Linked DNA regions of Mus musculus: region 1 is linked to region 2. Evidence: chromatin contacts called from public promoter capture Hi-C data. All regions are on one chromosome and are shown on one strand. The core of a region is the stretch at or near the end of the contact, and the rest is flanking DNA. Distances in the headings are between cores, read along the strand shown. Region 1 overlaps Amdhd1 (amidohydrolase domain containing 1). Region 2 holds the start of Hal (histidine ammonia lyase).

Region 1 (6,900 bases), core at 2,248-4,747, 37 kb before region 2:
TCTTTTCACCTCCTCTGCCTCTCCATCACAAACCAAGCACGGCCGACTACCTTTAACATCCTATATCCCAAACCTGCTGTTTTCCTGATTCATATTCTCATCCAAGGCTCACCATAGCTACTCCTCCTCTAGGACCCCAACCCAAATCTCTTTAAGATTGTATTGTGACTTCACCCTGCTTTTTCCCCACTGGCTAAACTTGCACCCAACACTCGGAACTCTCTATCCCTGGAGGGCAGTACAGTGCCTGGGGTAGAGATAGGCTTCTGCAAGCTAGTATTTTCTGACTTTGTTGTATGGATGTAATCTGTGTGGTCAGTGAGTGACTATTGATCAGAGAGAGCAACTAGTGGATAAAACTGAGAGAACCCAATACCCCTGATCAGAAAATTAGATTCAGAAAGCAGGCTGAATCCAAAGTCAGAGAGAAATGTCCCCTAAGGAGTTTCCTGTGAACCCACTGGCCTTTCAGATCTTCAGTCGCCGACATCTTGAGTACTGACAACAGGGGTCAACACTTCCTCCAGTTAGGATGTGGCAGCTTCCCATGGCCATACAGTACAAGTGACAGTTTAACATGGATTAAACCCTTGGGTTGTTTAACATGCCAGTCTTCAGCCTGGGAATTGTGTGTGCATGTGTGACACTCGTCCATGGAGGACTAAAGTATGGGATGGAACAAGCTGAGAAGAAGCCCGCTATAAAGCTTCCGTGGTCCTGATGCAGCATCTCTCTGAGCTGTCTGCCAACAATTGAGTCCCAACATTTCTGCTGGAGAAAAACCACTTTTAAGTTGACAACTCAAATTATTTAAAGTTTTTTTTTTTTTAACTGAATTTGTTTTTAACCCCAGAGTGGATGGCATTCTGAGACATCCATCTTTGTTGCATTTCTGTGAATTCTGGAATAATTAGATTTTATTACTGATATTATTCCCATTTTTTTTATTCCGATCCCTGGGAGTCACAACATAGTTTCAGAAAATATCGATATAAGATTCATTTATTGTGTGTTTCTGTGTTTGTTTTGAAACAAGTTCTCTATATATTACTCTGGGTGGCCTGGAACTCACTATGTAGCCAGCCTAGGCTGCCAATTGTCCTGCCTCAGTCTTCCAAGTGCCTGGATTACAAATGTGATCCACCACACCTCACTTTAATACTACTTTTTATCTCCAGCATGCTAATTTTCAAATGGCTTGTCTGTGACAAACCCTTTGTTTTTGAGAGCTTGTGCTCATCAGAAATAGTTGACAAGGATTCTTAACAGGGCAGAGGAAGCAGTGTCATAGCATTTTATTGAATTGTTGTTGTATGTTAAACCTCTGCCCATCTTGCCTAGCTTGGGGCCGAACTGGGAGCACAGGCTATCAGCCACCTGGAGGAAGTCAGCGACGAAGGCATTGCTGCCATGGCTGCGGCTCGGTGTTCTGCTGTCCTCCTGCCCACCACAGCCTACATGCTGAGGTAAGGAACCTCTCTTACCCTGACACAGTGCCTTCGAGTACAGGTTGTGAGGATGCAGACTTCGGAGATGCGTTGTTCCAAAAAGCTCCGGAGAAACTCAGATGCCAAGGGATGCGGCAACAGTGGCACAAAGCCATCATCCTAAAGGCGCAACCAGCAAACCCATGAAATGTCAGGTGATGCCAATGCTCACCTCCACTCCACCTGGAGCTTTCTCTTCTCTTTTAGAACATGAACGCTCCCGCCATCCCTGCATCAATTCTGAAAAAGTCCCACCTGGAGAATGACACCTTTCTTCCCCTCCCCTTAGGCTGAAGCAGCCTCGAGCCAGGAAGATGTTAGACGAGGGTGTCATAGTTGCTCTGGGCAGCGATTTCAACCCCAACGCGTACTGCTTTTCCATGGTAATTACCTTTTGGATATTTCTCTGAACAGAGTGGAAACTATGGAGCATATAAATGTTTAACTTTTTCATCAGTTGTGAATCTTTTTTGTTTGTTTGTTTGTTTGTTTTGAGACAGGGTTTCTTTGTGTAGCCCTGGCTATCCTGGAACTCACTCTGTAGACCAGGCTGGCCTCGGATTCAGAAATCTGCCTGCCTCTGCCTCCCGAGTGCTGGGATTAAAGACATGTGCCACCACCGCCCGGTGTGAAAATGTATTTTAAAATATAAAAATATTTCCTTGAGAAGAAAGAGGGAAAGGGTTTAGTTGGTGGTATAATTGAATTTTTCTGCACACACAAATTCATCCAGTTATGAAGAGATAAATCTCTATTTTTTGAGACTTAAGGGTTTGTGATAAACCATTTTCCTTCTCTGGGGCATAGCAGAAACTCAGTGAGACTTTAGTGAGTAAGGATGGAGATAAGCTTCTCACATAGCATAGGGTCTTAAAAAACTGTATAATATTATTTAAGTAAATATTAAACACACAGTATTATTAAATAATAAAGGAATTTCCCCCAAAGTTTAAGAATCTTATGTGTAAATTGCATTTTCCAATAACAACTTGGCAATACACATATATATTTATTACAGATATGTGTGTAGTATATAATGTAATAAAATATATGTAATATATTACATATGTATAAGTAATATATTATAAATATCTATAAATACACATGCACACAATATAATATGTAATATAATATATAATATATTGCATATAATAAACATTTTATGGTATGTTTATAATATATTGTATATATTATATATTTTTTAAAAGATTTATTTATTTATTATATGTAAGTACACAGTAGCTATCTTCAGACACCCCAGAAGAGGGCATCAGATCTCATTACGGATGGTTGTGAGCCACCATGTGGTTGCTGGGATTTGAACTTAAGACCTTCGGAAGAGCAGTCAGTGCTCTTAACTGAAAAGCCATCTCTCTAGCCCATACATCGTTTTTGGGGGGTGGGGAGTAGAGTAAAATCTGGGGCCTTTTACATCTGAGCCCAGATTATCCCTGAGCCATTCCTTCCAGACACGCATTCAATTGTCCTGCTTGTGCTGTGTGGAGAGGCTTCCTAGATAGCAGTTGCTGCTACTCTGCTGCTCTCCAGTGCTGTCTCTCCTTGCCTTAGCCGATGGTCATGCACCTGGCCTGTGTGAACATGAGAATGTCCATGCCGGAGGCCTTGGCCGCTGCCACCATCAACGCGGCTTATGCGCTGGGAAAATCTCACACCCACGGATCTTTGGAAGTTGGCAAGCAGGGGGACGCCATCATCATCAATGCATCCAGGTGCGTGTCCTCCCCAGCGACTGGTAACCATAGCAACGATTAGCTGTCTTATTCGATGCCCATGTAGACAAGTTGTAGATGTCTTCCTACTTGTACTTAGTAAGTATCAGGCTCTGTGTAGACTCCACACCACTGGACCCCCTCTATCTTTACCCCTTTCCAACCAGAAGGTCTCCCTTGATATCCTCATCTTTGTAGTAAAGCCAGTCTCCAAATCCCTTTCTCTGCCTTGCCTTTTTCCTGGGCCTCCAATTCCTGCTGTTTTCCTGGACTTGGGACTTGTCCCTGAGCCTGTGTGTTTGCTTTCATGCTTGCCTCCTGACCTCTTGCTTGTTTACAGCCCTGTTTATCACCTGGCTCTGATTTATTCGTTCTCTGACTCATGGAATCAAAGGACTCTCAAAGCCTCTATTCAGCTCTCCTATTCCTGAGTTCTTAATACTCACTTGTGGTCTGCTATAACTTGGGCCTCCAGTGCCACAAGCTTGGGCCTAGTGTCTAAATCTAAATGTTGGAGATGTTCTATCCCTTTGACCCTCATAAGCCCATAATAGCCACTGGACCCCACGTTCAACAGCGGAGACCAGCTCCTTCATTTCAGTCCTTCTCGAAGCATCTCCTCCATCCATCAAAGATAATGTGCATGTACTACTCATGAATGGGGTTTTAAAGGTTCAGGGACTGGAGAACTGGCTCAGCTCATAGAACACTTGCTGCACAAACAAGGGGACCCGAAGTTGAGCATCAGTGCCCACGTAAAAAGCCAGGCTTAGCAGGATGGGCCCGTGCTCTGAGCACTGGGGAAACAGAGACAGGGGAATGCCTAGGGTTTGCTGACCAGCCAGTCTAGTGAAATAGAGGGACTCCAGGTTCAGTTACAGAGCTGCCTCAAAAAAATAAGGTGGATAGTAATCAGGAAGACACCAATGTGGAGGACTGACTTCCGTGTGCACTTACACAAGTGAGCAGGCATACACCACTCATATGTATGTATACACACACACACACACACACACACACACACACACACACACACACACACACACACGCACACTGAATTCACTTTAAGTTAGGTTTTTTGTTTGTTTGTTTGTTTGGGTTTTTTGTTTTGTTTTGTTTTGTTTTTGTTTTTTGAGACAGAGTTTCTCTGTGTAGCCCTGGCTGTCCTGGAACTCACTCTGTAGACCAGGCTGGCCTCGAACTCAGAAATCCGCCTGCCTCTGCCTCCCGAGTGCTGGGATTACAGGCGTGCGTCACCACCTTTAAATTCGTATTAACTGACACGGTGATGCTTTTGATTTATGTGCACTGAAGCAACGATTTCCTACTTTCTTTCTTTCTAGATGGGAACATTTGATTTACCAGTTTGGAGGCCATCATGAATTAATTGATTATGTTATAACTAAAGGAAAAGTCATCTACAAGAAGTGATATCTTTGAACCAATAAGATGCCTCAGTGCGATAAGTCTCTTGTCACCAAACCCTGAGTTCGATCCTGGAGCTCATGAGGGTGGGAGGAGAGAATGTCTAAGAGTTACCCTCTGACCTCCACGTACTCACCTGCTATGTACCAGACCCCTCCTCACCTCCACATAAATCAATGTAATAAGATAAAAAATATTTTTTAAAAAATGACAGCTCTTCAAGGAAAGATTTGATGCTTTGTATCAAATAACGCCATGTAAGTTAAAGCCCTTCCGTGGCTTACAGAACGGTGTCACTTAAGCCTAACCAGATGTCAGGGTTTTACTATTCACCGGAAACCCCAAGGGATGGACCTGTTTGAAGTGAACATGTATGGCTATCTGGAAGTGTAAATAGGTAAACCTGGGATGAAATGTAGAGTTGTTTTTCAAAGACTGGCTGCAGACATTCTGAGATGAATATGCTATGAATGTGAATTGAATATATGAGATGAATTTCAGATAGCTCAGAAATTCCCTTGTGGGAGAAACAACCTTGGCTTGAGAGATCTGTTTTGTTTCTGCAAATGTTATGCCCCAGTGAGACCAAGGGTACCATTTCCTAAGAAGCAGGCAGAGTCTTTGCTCCCCACGGTTTGTCTGGGGACAAACGTGGGGGGCAGAGATGGCCTCCCATTTTTAACATCGTATCAGCCCTTGTAATAAAGCTTTACCACAGAGTTCAAGACCTGATATCTTGCACAGATATGGAAACTCTCCTCCACAGACACGCTTTAGTCAATGACAATGAGGTTGTGTTAAAACAGAAATCTTTACGTTAATTTTTTTTTCGTATCACAAAGTCATGGGTTTTATAGTTCTCCATAAATATTTGCTGTTATTACCATTGTTGCCTGACAACCCCGGACATGGATCAGTTGTTTTGTCTAGGGAGTTTTTGGAAATGTTCAAAGAACGGATCACAAAATTATCTGCAGAGTGAATGACTATTTAGGCAAACTTGTATTTCTAAAGCCACACCCCCTTGAAAACTTGTAAACTATTTCAGTGAAATTTGCAATGCTAATACAAATTAGTGACGCCACAAATCAATGTTAGTTGCCAAACAATCATCAAATCCAGGCTGGCAGGGCCGGATTACGAGGCGCGTTGGGTTCGGTGTAAATCAAGTCAAGATCCTGCATGAATTGGGTGTTGCTGCTGCAATACTGGAGGTCACGCTGCTTGCGGAGTGAAGAAGTTTACTTAACTCCCAGTTGTGTCTGGTTAAGTTCCAAACAGCATGGTACGACCTCTGGGGAGCCCCTGTCCAACCCTTTGTGCTGTGTCAACTCAAGGCAGACTGCAATAGAGGGAATGGTGGGTGAGTGAGCTACGACACCCCCACACAGAAGACAGATAGACTAGGTATGGTTAAATCCAGGCTTTTTAAAATGCAGGGCTTTAAAGGACTATCCACAATCTCAGGAGAAATGCCTTCTGTCTCTCTATGTCTCTCTGTGTCTCTGGGTCTCTTTCTCTCTATCTCTCTGTCTCTATGTCTCTCTGTCTTTCTCTCTGTCTCTCTTTCTGACTCTCTCGTAATCCGCCTGTGTGTCTCTCTCTGTTTCAATCTGTCTCTCTTTGGTTCTTTAAGATAGGATTTCTCTGTCCTGAAACAAGCTTTGTAGACAAGGGTAGCCTCGAACTCACAGAGATCCACTTGCCTCTGCCTCCTAAGTGCTGAAATCAAAGGTGTGTGCCACCACAGCCAAGTGCCTTAGTCCCTTTCAAAGACAACCCTCCACCACATGAGCTGGGGTGGTGATAGACACCTGAAATTCTAGCACTGGGGAGGTGGAGACAGAAGGATTGAGTCCCAGGCTGGTAGCCTGGGCTACTTATTGAGGCCCTGTCTCAAACATAGCAAAATAAAATTTAAAAAATCAGAAAGGAGAGGGAAAAGGAACATGGGCATATCGGACGTCTTAGTTCAATTCAGTTTCATCTCTTTGCCTGCCAAGAAGTTGCCTGTCAAGAAGTTTCCACCCTTTGGGAGGCGGTATCACCCTTCTGAGGTGAGACTGTGTGGGCCAGGTGCCATACAGGGTGGGCAAGCTAATATGTTCGGAAAAGAAAGACACACACGAAGACCTCATCATGATTTTTCTTTAATCTGTCTGGAAAGTGCAGAGGTAACACCCTTTCTTCTGAAGTTCTAGTTCTAAGCTGGGCATTGCCTTTGGAGGATTTGTGATCCTATTAAGGCCAAAATGGAC
Region 2 (6,797 bases), core at 1,862-4,361:
TGGGAGGCACCCGATACTAGGAAGAATTTACCTGAAGAATGGGAACGGACTAAGTTGACTTGAAGCTCCCTGGAAGAGAAGGATGAGAACCCTCTTAGACACCTGTGTGTGTGTGTGTGTGTGTGTGTGTGTGTGTGTGTGTGTGTGTGTGTGTGAGAGGGGGGCATGCTTTCTCAGCTGGGAGTATAAAGGGAACAACAGGGAAGACTTTAGATGAGTTGCTGCATGCAGGGAAAGGACACACAGTAGGTCTCGTTCTCTCATGATGAGTTGGGTACAAGTCAACAGGAACCTTACACTGCCCATATAGGAACATGAGACGCTTGACTGTCTCCCAGGGTTGTGTGAGAATTTGCTGCCCATGGCTTGATCAAAAGCAGGGGTTCTCAACCTGTGGGTCCCAACCCCTTTGGGGCTCACATATCAGGATATCCTGCATATCAGAGATTTACTACAATTCGTAACTGTAGCCAAATTACCATTACGAAGTGGCAATGAAAATAATGTTGGGGGTGGGAGCGGGGAGTCATCACAACATCCTGGAGGAACTATATTAAAGGGTCGAAGCATTGAGAAGGTTGAGAACTACCGGTCTGAAGTGAGCTCTCAACAAATGTCAGTGTGCTTTAAAAAGAAAATGTGAATGATCTTCATGGGAACAAAATCTCCAAGTTGGGGCAGGTGGGGTTGTGGCGCCTTCATGGGAGACTTACTGTAGCTTATTGGCAGGGATTACAGTTCTAGCAAATTTTCCAAAACCTGTGGTGATGCCATAAACAACTGGAGTACAAAAAAGAAAGAAACAGACACTTTGATTAGATGCCACAGGGGTTCTCTTCCTACATTTGCCCGTAAACTAATGTTGGGACACCCCGAGAGAGAAAAGGATACCTGTTCTTTCTTTGATGATGCTGTCGATGACCTCCCGGGACTGCTGCACTTTCTTCTCAGCAATTGAAGTGAGCTAGGAGAGCATTGGCCAGGAGTGAGCATACGAAAGCCTTCCATGTCCAATGGGGACGGAAGGACACTGTCCTTCCTGTCCTCCCTCACGTACCTTTATCTTGTAACGTCCCTTGCCCAGGTTGACCAGATCCTCTGTGCTCAGACTGTCCCCATCTAGGGCAATGTACTGAACAAGAAGGGTGAGGTTCAGTGAGTGGGAGGGGCTTTGAAGGAGTAGCCTTGGATTCTGCCTGACCCCAAAGATAGTTTACTACCGTTCTGAGGCATTGATGTGCTAATTAAGAACAGGGCTGGCTTACGGGAACACTGGGCAAGAAAAATCAGAAAAACAGGGGCCAGGCTCCCCATAGTATACTCTGAGCTGGATGAAACCTGTCTTTTAGTATAGTGCTCACCCAGATATACCCTCCCCCTCCTCTTCCTCTTCTTCCCCCTCCTCTTCCTCCTCCTCCTCCTCCTCCCCCTCCTCCTTCTCTTCCTCCCCTCCTCCTCTTCTTCCTCCTCCTCTTCCTCCTCCTCCTCTTCCTCCTACTCCCCTTCCTCTTCCTCCTACTTCCCCTCCTCCTCTTCCTCCTCCTCTTCCTTCTCTTCCTCTTCCCTCTTCCTCCTCCTCCTCTTCCTTCTCCTCCTTCCCTTCCTTCTCCCCCTCCCCCTCTTCCCCCTCCTCTCCCTCCTCCCCTCCTCTTCCTCCCCCTCCCTCCTCCCCCCTCCTCCTCTTCCTTCTCCTCTTCTTCCTTGTCCTCTTCTCCCCCTCCTCCTTCCCCTTCTTAAAGTGGTAGGTGAAAGGAGGCATATTTCAGACATGACAGAGTTTTATATTCCCCACAAAAAGGAAAATAGCTTACTTTTTCAGGCTCCCGGTATTTGCTGTATCTAAAGCCAGGTAAAGGAGCAGACTAGCAATGTGGAACAGCCCCAGCCCCACCGTGTCAGGACCAGCCACCGCAGGGCTGACCAAAGGGGATGCACAAAGGATACAGGAAAACTCCTTCTGGCTGCGACGGAATGAAATCAGGAGACATCACATCACCTTCAATCACTGAAACAAGAAGGGGAGAGAGGGGCCTAGCAGGTCACAGGGTGTCACATCAGGGCAGGTGTCAGACCCAGGAATGACCCCTCCATGCACTGAGCTTGTGTTTCATAGCAACGGCTGCTGGACCGTGACATCCTACATTTTCACACGGTCTTAGCGTCTTTACACAGGAAAGCAAAAAGCAGAAAGGTAGCAGGGGGATGTACGTGGAAGATTGGTTCTAGCCTGCTTCTGTTTCTACTCTGGCAGTCCCTTACAGAAGGATTCTGTCATTGCAAGGGACTCTAACCTGCAGCCTTGGGTTCAAGTCCAGACTGTCACTGTGGCCTGCCTCTCTCCATCTATTGCAGGCTGGGGGCAGGGGGAGGTGGATGATAAAGCAAGGCTTGAGGCTCCCCCAGGGCAAGTACTCAAGTCTTTTTTTCTTGCCGTGTTCCCTGACACGGGGGTGACTTCCTCCAGGACATGCCAAGGCTCTGTTCCCCTGAGGGCCACTCACCCACTTCTACGAACTCATTGTCCTCTAAGGCCACCTCCAGCTCGTCCTCATTGTCCAGCAGGCCCAGGCCCTTGCACCGATGCACAAGGAATTGCACTTCATCCACCGAAGTGAAGCCACCATTGTCCGGTTTGTTCTTCATGTAGCGTCGCACAGCCTCACGGCCCAGCCAGCCAACAGTGAGCTTCCCATCCTGACAGGGCACCGCCAGCCATTCCCCACGCACGTGCACTGTGTACCTAGGCATGGCTCAGATGCTATAGCCCTTCTGAGCAGCAGGCCACTGTAACCAAGGGCTGGCTCCTTTCCTACAGTCCTCGACTGGGGAGAGCCTTTATCCTTTACCAGGGAGGGGAGTGTCTGCTGGGGTGTGGTTGGCAGTGAGACTGAGAGTGGACTTTCAGAACACACCCCTTCCCTTGCCTTTAGCCATTCACACTTTAAACAAATATTGATTGCGGTCTCTGGTGTTCCTTTGGCCTTTCTGGATGCTGAACTAGGTGCAGGAGACAGGGATATGGGTAGCTGAGCCCACTTTTAATGTAACCTTGTAGTTCTCTGACCCTGGAAGTCCTTCTGACCAGGGTTCCCCGTTCTCTCTCTCCCTTTCTGAGTCTGCCTTGAAAGCTGCTTATAAACACCATGTTCCCCTCTTTAGGGAATTACTCAATTGGTAAAACGCATCCTCTCGGTCAATTGTGACACCCAGAGTGTAGCAATCCCCATTCATTTATTTATTCCACAAACACGCGTTGAGCAACGCCTCCCTGCCAGTGCCCAGTGCTACCAAAGCCATTGCTCCATCAAAGAAAGCAGTTCTGAAAAGGTTGTGTTTAGACACATGAATCACCGTAGCTTGGAGGCCCTCAGCTCACTACCCTGGGGTGAGTGAGTGATCTTCCCGTTTCCTAAGCCAAAGGCAAATTCTCTAATGCCGTGATTCGCGGCATCTACCTGGGATAAATCCTGGCTGTGTGACTCGCAGTCATTTGAGTCCCCTGGGATTCAGCTTTACTCGTCTATGAAACGAATATCCCCACGGGCAGCTGGAAGGACAAAGTCAATTAGTGTGTGTCAACCCTGAGGTCCGTGCCTGCTGGATGGGGAGACTCCCAATTACTCTCACCAGGACTTGGACTTTAACACTCCACATGCCCTCAAGAGTGTGTGTGTGTGTGTGTGAATATTCCTTATCTTTGCCCCCTGGATATCCCTAGTTCAGCTAAGCTTCTTCCCTGCCCCAAACCGCTTCCCCTGCACCCCCCCCCACCTAATTTTGCCCCACCTGTGTTAAGGAACACTGATAGCCCAAGAGATTCAAAGAATTGTGTGCGCTTTAGTAGTATGTCAGTTCTGAGAAATTTGATTGAATAATCAGAAACCCTGACCTGCCTTCTACTTCATTAGAACAGTTGCTCTGTAGATAGACACCCAGATCCACATCCAGTGTCTTACCATCAGTCTATCGAAATGTATTCATCAGACAACCACACCCCGACTGTGCCCTGCAATTTGGCAACATCTCGATTTGCTATCAAGACAGAAGTTAGCTTCAGTTCAGTATTCCACCTCCAGGACATGGCCTTCCACCTTACTTAGCTCATCTCTGCCCACGGACCTGACCTCCGGTTAACCCTTTCTTCTCCTCCTGAACCCCACCGCTTAGGAAGCTATCCTAGTTGCTTATGTGGCTATGCTTAAACAGCTTCAAGGTCCTTGGGAAGCCAGAATCTATTATGTGTGTAATTTGGGATGAAACCCATACCCTGAGTCCTTACTCTGGACTGTCACCTGCTTACCCCAGCAGACTGATGTAACAAGTCCTATGACCGTGGGGGTGATGGCACCACCCTTTGACTCATGCCCCCCCCAGAGGGAACGCTCCAAGTCTTCCCTCTCTCCTCAACTTGCAGCTCATTCCCAGATACGGGCTTCATCTTTTACAACTCTGGGAAAACTGTGGCCCTCAGATGTGAACCACCTTCATTTATTCATTCATTCACCACCAAGTCCTGTCTGAATACCTGTTCAGATGTTGATGTCTGGAGATGAACAGATGCGCCAAGGCTGAGATGTCCCACTACCCCTCAGGTTGAAAGGTCACCCAAACTATCGGGTGCTCTTGCTGACATCCCAGGTAGACCCAGCTTTTGAGTGATTCCATGATATCAGTACCGGGCAATCAGTTCCTCCTAGCCATGTGAAGATTCTACACAAACCTCAAATATCATGTGGCTGACTTCTCATTTTTTTTCTCTTCACACTCTCTGGTCTCCTTTGCGTGTCAGATAACTCCAGAGCTGTTGTCTCTGTTCACCTTATGTGTAAGTCACCCTTAATCTGGGTTCGGTGGAATTCTTTGCCAGGCTATGTTAGCATGCCCATCTTTTTCACCATTTATACACTTCTGTTCTTTTAGTTCCTCGGGTGATCCTGTGCACTTGATCTGACACAGAGACAACTCAGTGCATGTGAATTAGCTGAACTTGAGCCAGTGAGAATGCATCCTTGGTCCTAGGAAAACCAGTAGCAGGGTGTGTCTCTGGCGCCCTCTAACCTTTCCAGGGAAGAAATGCAAGTGAGAGCCATGTGCTGGGAAACGGGATTATGCTGTAGCATGGATAAGTCCACCAAAGAACACAACTGGATTCAAGGATTGGACAGGAACCATCTTCGGGGTGTTCTTAATCTTTACATTTTTAGGGGGTACCCAGTGATGACACACACCCAAAGCTTATACTCTAAAACAACACTCCCCTTAGCTAGAGTTTATTTGACCAGGAGTGGGCTCAGTGGAGAACTTGGAACTGTGATTGTCGTTCTATGTGTAACCCAGGGTGAGCTGGGTTCAGAGTGCACATTAAGAGTAAGAGAAACACACGAGACAGAAGCACCGATGTCTCCGTGTTGCAGACCCTCTGTGACCCTTAAATAACATCCTTCTGCTCTGACTGCCAATGTCCCGCCCCCCCTGCCCCCCCCCCCCCACAGGTTGCACGTGGAAATGCCCCGAGCTGCAGGGTACTCTCTTAGGCCTGTCTTTTATTTGGTTCAAATTCAATCAATGGGTCTCCACATGCCGTGTGCTCTGGGGAGGTGGTGAGGCAGGCTGAATGGAGTGAGGGTACACTGGGATGCTCAGGGTGGTCACCTGATCTGTGAAGAACAGGAGACTGGGGTAAGTCCACTGGGGCAGCAGGATGGATCCAGGGCTGGGGAGCTGTGGTTTGCATATGCTCAGCCCAGGGAGTAGCACTATTAGATGTGGCCCTGTTGGAGTAGGTGTGTCACTGTGGGTGTGGGCTTTAAGACCTTCATCCTAGCTGCCTGGAAGCCAGTATTCTGCTAGCAGCCTTCAGATAAAGACAGAGAACTCTCAGCTCCTCCTGCACCATGCCTGCCTGGAGCTGCCATGTTCCTGCCTTGATGATAATGGACTGAACCTCTGAACCTGTAAGGCAGCCCCAATTAAATGTCCTTTATAAGACTACAAATATCTCATCATGGAAGCTGTAATATGTCCCAACGTATCCCATGTATTGGCTACACACCTTCACTTGCAAATGTTCATTTTGATGAGTCATTGGTTTGCTTCAAGAGCTTTGGCTTCAGTGACATCAACATGGAATTCTCACCAGGACTCTTGCTGGTTACCCTGCTGTTGTCCTGTGCCATGGAGATCCTGCAGCTTCGGAACAGCAGGACTCACCCTTTCACGCACCCCAACCATTAGCAAATGATACAGATTTTGGAATGGGACAACTCAGAGAGCCCTGGATCTGGGCCTGGATGGCTGCTGAGCTGGTCAGCCTGACAGCTCTCCCTTATCTGCATCACCAGGGCGAGCGCTTCAGCACTGCTCCAGGTAGGCCACTCAGTGCTGCCATCTACAGGAGGCTGGGGCAGCTCACCTGTGTCCACTCCACCAGGACCAGCTCTACTGTGTCAGTGACAGGGCAGGACTAGCTCTCCCATTCTCCTGATCCCAGGGTCAGCTCTCCTGGTTGCTGCAGGAGGCAATGGGAAGGGCATCATCTTCCAACCCATGCCACCTCATACCAGACAAGTGATGGGGCCGGCTATCCTGTGCTCTCACCCTTGGGGCCTGCTCACGAGCGCCCCTCAACCATGCCAGCCATACTCTGCTGCCCAGGTGAGTGAGGGGCAGGGCCAGCTCATCTGCTCTCATACCCTCGGGGCTAGCTCACTTATGCCTCTGCCATCAGGGCCAGCTCCACTGTACTGGCCAGGCTAGGTGCAGTGCTGCAGCCAGCAAGGGACAGGGCTAGCTCATTT

What was found. Promoter capture Hi-C pulls out the DNA fragments that hold promoters and counts their contacts.
Region 1: a contact with region 2 is called in a promoter capture Hi-C map of liver, with 3 times the contacts expected there. The contact joins the enhancer-like site here to the promoter of Hal in region 2. A contact is called at or near these places in 11 of 39 promoter capture datasets (the 3T3-L1 cell line, the C10 cell line, the HPC-7 cell line and 5 more), 1 of 15 datasets of contacts at CTCF or cohesin (CD8 T cells), 16 of 484 Hi-C or Micro-C datasets (the C10 cell line, CD4 T cells, the HL-1 cell line and 9 more), 7 of 115 datasets of contacts at active chromatin or transcription factors (bone marrow-derived macrophages, embryonic basal ganglia, embryonic stem cells and 2 more) and 3 of 9 other capture datasets (adipose tissue, liver and pancreatic islet).

What each region holds. Positions count from the first base shown.
Region 1 is chr10:93,522,163-93,529,062 of GRCm38.p6, reverse strand. Amdhd1 (amidohydrolase domain containing 1) reads left to right here. Exons shown (of 9, transcript NM_027908.1): 6 at 1,342-1,466; 7 at 1,777-1,870; 8 at 3,057-3,217; 9 at 4,561-5,725. The coding sequence ends at 4,648. Among named protein-coding and RNA genes, the nearest start is that of Amdhd1, 14 kb to the left of the region's middle. Within about 2 kb of position 3,497, at least 5 of the 459 cell types and tissues checked have an H3K27ac peak or open chromatin away from gene starts, as enhancers often do. A contact at or near this core is called in hepatocytes and liver, where this site is marked.
Region 2 is chr10:93,485,082-93,491,878 of GRCm38.p6, reverse strand. It overlaps Hal (histidine ammonia lyase), which reads right to left and starts at 3,111. Exons shown (of 20, transcript NM_010401.4): 1 at 2,502-3,111; 2 at 1,945-2,005; 3 at 1,812-1,839; 4 at 1,058-1,132; 5 at 892-964; 6 at 714-780; 7 at 32-69. The coding sequence starts at 2,748.